Regions from separate parts of the Arabidopsis thaliana genome. Here region 2 is linked to region 1. Evidence: chromatin contacts called from public capture Hi-C data. All regions are on one chromosome and are shown on one strand. The core of a region is the stretch at or near the end of the contact, and the rest is flanking DNA. Distances in the headings are between cores, read along the strand shown. Region 1 holds the start of AT1G30160 (hypothetical protein (DUF295)). Region 2 holds the start of AT1G30755 (elongation factor G, putative (DUF668)).

Region 1 (3,665 bases), core at 826-3,325:
ATGAAACAGCATCAACAAATAGAAGACCATCACCTCCATTGGTAACTTTCTGCACTTTAACTTACATGCATATGAAAGACCATCGCTTGAATATTGCTTACTTGGTATTATTTTGATTCATGTAGAGCTTGTTGTACTGCTAGCACCAGCAAATCTGCGAAGAAGAAATGCATCATGTTAGATTACAAGAACGGGAGAGAAAGAGTAGCAGAAGGAAGAGTATGTACCTCTAACCCTTCAGACACAGTCCATCATATGCCCCTAGGTCCAAATGCAAGCAAGGTATGTGTAGAAGTTTCAAAGATTGGAGATGCTGCTATGTGGAGACCAAACTCTGAAATTCAAACAATTGCAGATGATGTAGGTAGTATTGTGGCTTGGCCTACTGATAAAATCATGTTTGTGTAAACATTATGTTGTTTTTTTTGTTAAGTACTTTGACTTTGAAATGTAATCTGGGATCTTGAATTTTATATAATATGAATTTATGAATTTCTTTCTGAATTTTGATTTTATGATTTACAAATAATATGAATTTCTTTCTGAATTTGGGATTAAAATATAATTTATGAACTGGAATTAATTGGAGAAATATTGCATAATTAAAAATGCCATAATATATAAATATTGCAATTAACTAAATGCTATTGTCTAATTATATGTAGCAAATTAAATATGCTATGTATAACAGTTATTTATATCAGAAACAAATCGTTATTAAATAATTAAAGATTGCAGCAGAAAAAGCGCTGTAATAAAGGAAATAATGATAGCAGAACAAAAAAGCGCTACAATATGTCTCCGACCTATTATGACGGACGATGATAGAGCGCTTCTAATAACGCTATGATATAATAACATAGCGTTTTTCGGGCGCTACAAATGCTCCATATTCCTGTAGTGGGGTCAACGAAGACGGCAATAACATGGGCATCGATGTCAGAGTCAAGCAATACCAACTTCCAAACCCTAACAACAACGACAACAACAACGACGACAACGACGACGACAGCAACGACGACAACAACGACGACAACAACGATGACAACAACGACGACAACAACGACGACAACTAAACAATCGTTTGTTTATCTCTCTAATTTATCTCTATGGTTTAGTAGTCCTATTTATTTATGTTGTAATGGTCCCTAATTTGCTTTAGACGCTTTTTTTTTTTTTTTTTTTATCTCTGTTTGATCTCTAGTCTTATGGATTGATGTTGCAATGGTTCTTAGTTATCTTATGTTGTAATGGTTCCTTAATTTGCTTAAGACTGCTTGTTTATCTCTCTTTTACCTCTAATCTCTATGGTTTATATTATTTTTATTTTTATGTTTGTTCGGTTTCACTATATATATAGATATGAACTTTTTAGCAGGATACCGTGCCGGTGTAAATAGAACCAACATCTCCCGGTTCATGGCGGGACATTTTGGCAAGCCTATTATAGTATAATTGATTCTGCTGCCGTGCGTATAATTTGACCAAGTTAAACCGATGATTAAACTAAGTAACCGAATTCACTTCCATTTGAGGTCTACTAAACCAACTCATTAAGAAAACTGACAACCAAACCGAACCAAAAGCAAATTCATATTCCCGATATACCAAAGTTTGCATTTCACTTGGTTCATCATAATGATATAACAAAGTTTGAATTTCATAGTATTGATCATTCATATTTATGACATATACAGAAAACTTGTACGTGAAAACGGAAGAAGTGGGCAAGTGGTGATAGAGAATAACTAATTTGATAGTATTGATTATTGTTAAAGAAAACTAAGGAAGAACATAAGTTTGTAGTTGGAAAAGAATAATCATTAGATGGCAAGTTAAAAATGTGAAGATAAAAAATGTCAACTGTTAAAAATATTTCGGCCAAAAAGATTTACATACAACATTTTCATCAATTTTAAAAGTATAAAGATAGAGGTGTAAATAAATATAGTTGGGTCAGAATTTATTGTTTACTTGTTTATTTTTCAGTCAACATAGTTATTAACTTATTATATCGTTTGTGAATAATGATGGGTAAAAATATAGCAAGATTCCAAAAAAACGAAAATGTCACCAAAAAAGGAAAACAGGAGAGAAAAAGCTTGCTACCCACACCTATTTCTCTCTCTTCTCTAAGGGTAGAGAGACTCCAAAATACATCAACTTAATTTTTGGGTTTCTTCTGCAATAATGTCTCGGCTTCTCTCCAAGCTCTCTCCTCTCGTAAGTTCTTTCTTTTGCTTGTATTTTTTTTTATAGATTAGATGGTTTACTTTTTCTACTTTAGATTAGATAGACAAGATTCGGAGGGTAGAGATTGCTCCTAAGCTTAATTAGAGAAGATGCTTCATTTACTTATGATTGGGTCTTGATCTCTGTGTAGCTTAACTTGGCAGATTCACAAAAGCAGTAGGAACATTCGTTCGTTTTCATCCTCAACGACCGGCCCATGTGTTTCTATTTGTACCGTTGTGGAACCCTCTCCGGACGGCAACCTCGGACAAGTCCTGTTGTTCAACATACCAGATATGAAGTTAGTCACAGCGGACAAAATATATCCCGACGAGCTTTATGACGCCCAGTTGGTGGGAGCTTCCCATGGATGGGGACTTTTCTCCGATAGAACAAATCGGTCGGCACTTATCAGCGACTATTTGAACCCCTATGCTTCCAAGTCAAAACCAAAGATGATTCATCTACCTTTTTTTACTCCAATGTACTCTGGCCAAACCGAAGTCGTGTGCAACGTGGCAATGTCCTCTCCTCCTCCTGATCAAGACGACGACCATGAAGATTGGGTAGTTGGCATCAAGTTCTTGGGTAGACAGCTTAGCCTCTGCAGGCCTCGTCATGACCTTCGTTGGACTAACATCCTAACCCCTTTTGAGTCGTGGGAAGTCTCAGAACTCATGTATTCTAAAAAAGACCAACGGTTCTATTTGCTTGCTCCTGGAGGCAACTACTTATGCTCCTGGGATCTCAACTTCAAGGAAGACAAGAAGCCTAAGTTCCATGAGTTGGTCTTGCACAACCTTCCCAACATGCCACGTTCCCTCTGGAAGCAGTTAGATTCCTACGGCAGAGAGGATCATTGGGTGGAGTCACCTTCCGGCGAAAGTTTCCTTGTCAAATGGTAACCTAATTTTAATATTTAAGGAATTTTGCTGAAACAAAAAAAAAAACTAAAACACTCATATATTTGACTTGTAACCTATATGCAGGTTTTGTGAATACTCGCCTGAAAACACCAGTAACTGGTGCAAGTCACCGATTGTAATGGTGTTCAGAGAGGAAGAGACGAAAGATGGAAGGAAAAACATGCGTTACACAGATGACATTGGAGATCTATGCATTTTCATTTCGAAGGGAGAGGATTTCTGCGTCAAGGCTAGCTCTTGCCCTGGACTCCAACCTAACTCCATCTCTTTACATGGCCGTTTGTTTGCGATTCTTAATCTCACGAAAAGAACCATGGGTTGCTACGAATATCCCCAAGGCATACCAAAAAGGATTCCCTATTTACCCTACTGGCTTCCTCCGTTTTCTCCTTAGCGCTCTAGTTGCTTCATTAGTCCTTATTGTGTGGTTTGTTCTTTTAGGTTTGGATTACTAAGATCATATAATTATATTTTTCTAATCTGAGAAAATTGAAGACTTCATTTGGT
Region 2 (3,665 bases), core at 561-3,060, 300 kb after region 1:
TTGTGCCACTGCAGATCTTTGCACATATTACCAAACCTGATAACCTCTCCAGAGAAAAGATCGAGTTCCTCCCTACAGGAAAAAGAAAATAAATCAAGAAAGAAAACGAACCAAAGACAGAAACAAATGGGGATAAATTATAAAACACAAACCTTTTGTCAGAAGCAGCAAGAATTTGCAACTCTGTGGTATCCGTAGAAACCAACTTCTTGACTTCCTCGGAATGCAACATATCTTTCTTCATGAACTTGAGATTCTCTTCAGACAAAGATTGCAGCAAAGCAGCACCTTTGGCAATAGTATTGGCCACTTCAAAAGCCAATATAGTGACTTTGCCACCACGGGACGATGTAACACCAGAGAGATACGCGTTGCTCGGATTCATACGAGTCATGCTGCTCCCGAGCGTGTCTAGAACTTCAACAGCTTTCTCTAGCCCCATTACCCCAGCCCGTCCCATAAACGAGTTCCTCTGCATAAACTGTAGAAAAAAACAAGAACCAAATTCTCATCAATACAAAGATGAAATCTTTAGCTAGAGAAGTTGCATATCCTAAAGAAGCCTTTGAAAACAAAAACCTTGGTGGAATCGTTCCTTAATGGAGGCATCGGACCAAGCTCGCCAGAAAAGTTGAAAACAACCTCATCAGGCTTAGAACTTTTCCGTCTTGAGCCTCCGTAATTATCTGAATAATAAGAATCAGAGGTTTTACTTCTTCTCATAGACTTAAGTTTCCCAGAAAACCCTCTTGACTTATCATCATCGTTTGATCTCAACTTCTTCTTCTTATCATCATCTTTGAATACACAAGAACAAACACCTCCCATTTGTCTTCTCCAACAAGTTATCTCTCTGGTAAAGCTCTAATCTTCAGAGGAAAACAGCAGAAGAGAGACCAAATGACCCAAAAGATTCAAAACCTGAGAGAAAATCAAGAATTGCAACTATGGTGGGGACAAAAAGAAAGACTTGGTAAAATGGGAAAGACAAAGTCAGAGCAAGGAAGAGTTTTTATTATACACCATTCACAAGCTAAAGAGGAAGCACCGTGGCATCAATTTGTTTACTTTGACTTATCATTTTAAAGAGAAGTCAGAGAGACGACTATTCTTACTTCCTTTTGGAATTTTTTTATTTGTTGTTTATCGAAAGAGAAGAAGACCATTGTTGAAGATATCTCGCCGGCCTTGTGACGTGCTTTTTAGGTTAGTTTTTTTTCAGCAATCTCTCTCTCGTTGAATTTCTTCGAATTGCAGAAGATTTATCCAATCTTATTTCGAGTATATTCAAACCTTAATTTCAACGCTAATGAAAAGTATAAGAGGAAGAAGACAGAAGACATGCTTACTCGCTGCGACGCGGTAGTAGAGGCGGTTTCCGGCGCCGGGAATGTAACCAGTGCGGTGATCGGGAGATTCTGGTTTATTTTTGTTTGTTGTTGCTGAATTGGGTGTACCGTACCGGTTTAATTCTGAACCGGTGGAAATTCCGGTTTAGTCCAAGGAAAATTTTGGATAAACTATGGTTTGTTGGGAATTTAGTCATCCGATCTATAGTTCTCTTTCGCTCCTTCTGGATTGATCAGAGTTTAGTTGATTTGCTTGAAGAAGATGAAGTTATGATTGAAGATGAGCTCCGACCGTCGCAGAGGTGAAATGCTGCTGCCCAAACTAATTACTATTGGGCCATTTTTAGGCCCATCAAAATAGGACTGTCAATATGTAATTTTCACAAAGTAAAAAACAATCCTTTTATGTCTTTTGGAAGTGAGATTTAAATTGGGTATGTAATTTTTCAGCGTAACAAAAACGACAAAAAAAAAATAATCATGTTATTTTAATACATAATTTTTTGTAAATTGTTAATATTATTATCATTAACCTACTGTTTAAAACAAAATAAATAGGTACAATTTATAAATCTGACTGCTAAAATATATTATGAAAATATTAATATTAATGGCGTAAAAGATTAGAGATGGTGATTGTTAAAATAATTTGTGATGATAAACAAAACCTACACTATGTAAAATAAAGTCAATCCACAATAACTATAATTTGAAGCTTTTGTCAGGTCAACGAGAAAAAGAAGTGGTTGCGAAGACGGTCGTTTACAAAAATGGTAACTAAGCTATGGCCTATGCCTTTAAATTCATGCATCTCCTTGTCAACATTTCAATTTAAAGCTTTATTATGCTATATATAATTAGGATGTATCTACTAGATTTTTATCTATAACTCAATATCATGTAATTTCCGTATTAACATGGTGATTATTATATCAAGTAAAAACATCTTTAAATGTCCGTCGTTGTAGATGTATTTTAGTTTTACTGCTTCATGGTGTCTTCATAAATAGATGCGGCAATTTATAACAAAAGTAGATTGTGTGCTCGAGATTGTTAATTACAATTAGCCATGTATGTCTTGGTAAATCTTTGACTTGTATAGTCCATTAACAAATTAAAGAAAGAATAATCTGTATATTAACTTTGATTTATAAATTTCAAGGTAATATCACAAGTGTTCTATTAAAGTGGTTCAAATTCTTCAGATTAAGAAGGTATAGTGAACTGAATTTCCAAATGTTCTTGTTCTCATTATATTGTTTTTGCAGTGTCTTTTTTAGTAGTGTACACTTTGATAAAGGCCATATTAATGATAAACAAGATTGAAAGTACACTTATCGCCTTTTTTACAACATCATTATTATAAAACATTGATCTACATCCTAACATCATCAACAAATTTTGTTATAAATTATTTTTTTCTCATGATTCTCGTTTTAAAACTTATCTAGAAGAGATATTTTAGCACAATGTAAATAAAATATAGATATATATGTTACTACTTGTGTGGGTGCTTGCTGCTTGAGCATGCGAGCGTGAAGTCTTAGTATTTTGAAACTTTATGGCGTAGCTAACATGTGAACTTGGTATTGTTAAGTGGGTTATATCTTATTTTATTTCAGTTCACACATTAGATATATGTTTGAGGTTACAGAAGAAAATAAATAACTATACGAGGATTGTAGATTAATAGCATCCAAAACCAAAATTTATAATGATCCATGTGAAAATAGCAACCAAATGTTTTCTTTAACAAAATAAAATAAAAACCAAATGTTATATATATCTATATAGCCCATGTTTGTTCTATTGGTCGACATCGAATATTTTCTTTAGTTGCACTTAAATCGACAGATTAAATCGGAAATGACCCGATCCAACTACCAAACCAAAGAAGTGTGCTAACATGATATATTTATTTCGGTATCTTGTGGCAAGCATTATCTACGATAAGTTAGTAATAGTGGAACATGACATGTTTAATATGTCTCGACTCTTGTTAACAATATTTAATACAAGGACACATAAAACATGGAATATGGAGATAAGAACCCCATACAAAGAATTTAATAAATTTATTGTGCTATCAAGAATATTTCAAGATTTGCATGCGGATCATGAGCCGGCTGGTGAAACTAGGAAATTATATAAAATTATTGACTTTTGAGTTTGACAGATGGTTGTTCGGTGTCTAACTATATCATCAATTGCACTGATCACATATATTAAATTTTTGAGTAATTACGGAATTAGTAATACTTTGTAGTCTTTGTACGTTTTTCAGTGTTTTATTTAGGCAACTACGTACAAACAAAA

Evidence for each region. Capture Hi-C pulls out chosen DNA fragments and counts their contacts.
Region 2: a contact with region 1 is called in a capture Hi-C map of seedling, with 2.0 times the contacts expected there.

What each region holds. Positions count from the first base shown.
Region 1 is chr1:10,604,084-10,607,748 of TAIR10.1, forward strand. AT1G30160 (hypothetical protein (DUF295)) reads left to right here and starts at 2,076. Exons shown (of 3, transcript NM_102756.5): 1 at 2,076-2,223; 2 at 2,384-3,133; 3 at 3,222-3,665. The coding sequence starts at 2,529. The coding sequence ends at 3,552. It also overlaps the pseudogene AT1G30150.
Region 2 is chr1:10,907,946-10,911,610 of TAIR10.1, forward strand. It overlaps AT1G30755 (elongation factor G, putative (DUF668)), which reads right to left and starts at 1,811. Exons shown (of 12, transcript NM_102812.3): 1 at 580-1,811; 2 at 153-481; 3 at 1-72. The coding sequence starts at 828. It overlaps AT1G30757, which reads left to right and starts at 1,035. Exons shown (of 2, transcript NM_001332927.1): 1 at 1,035-1,206; 2 at 1,318-1,839. The coding sequence starts at 1,342. The coding sequence ends at 1,446.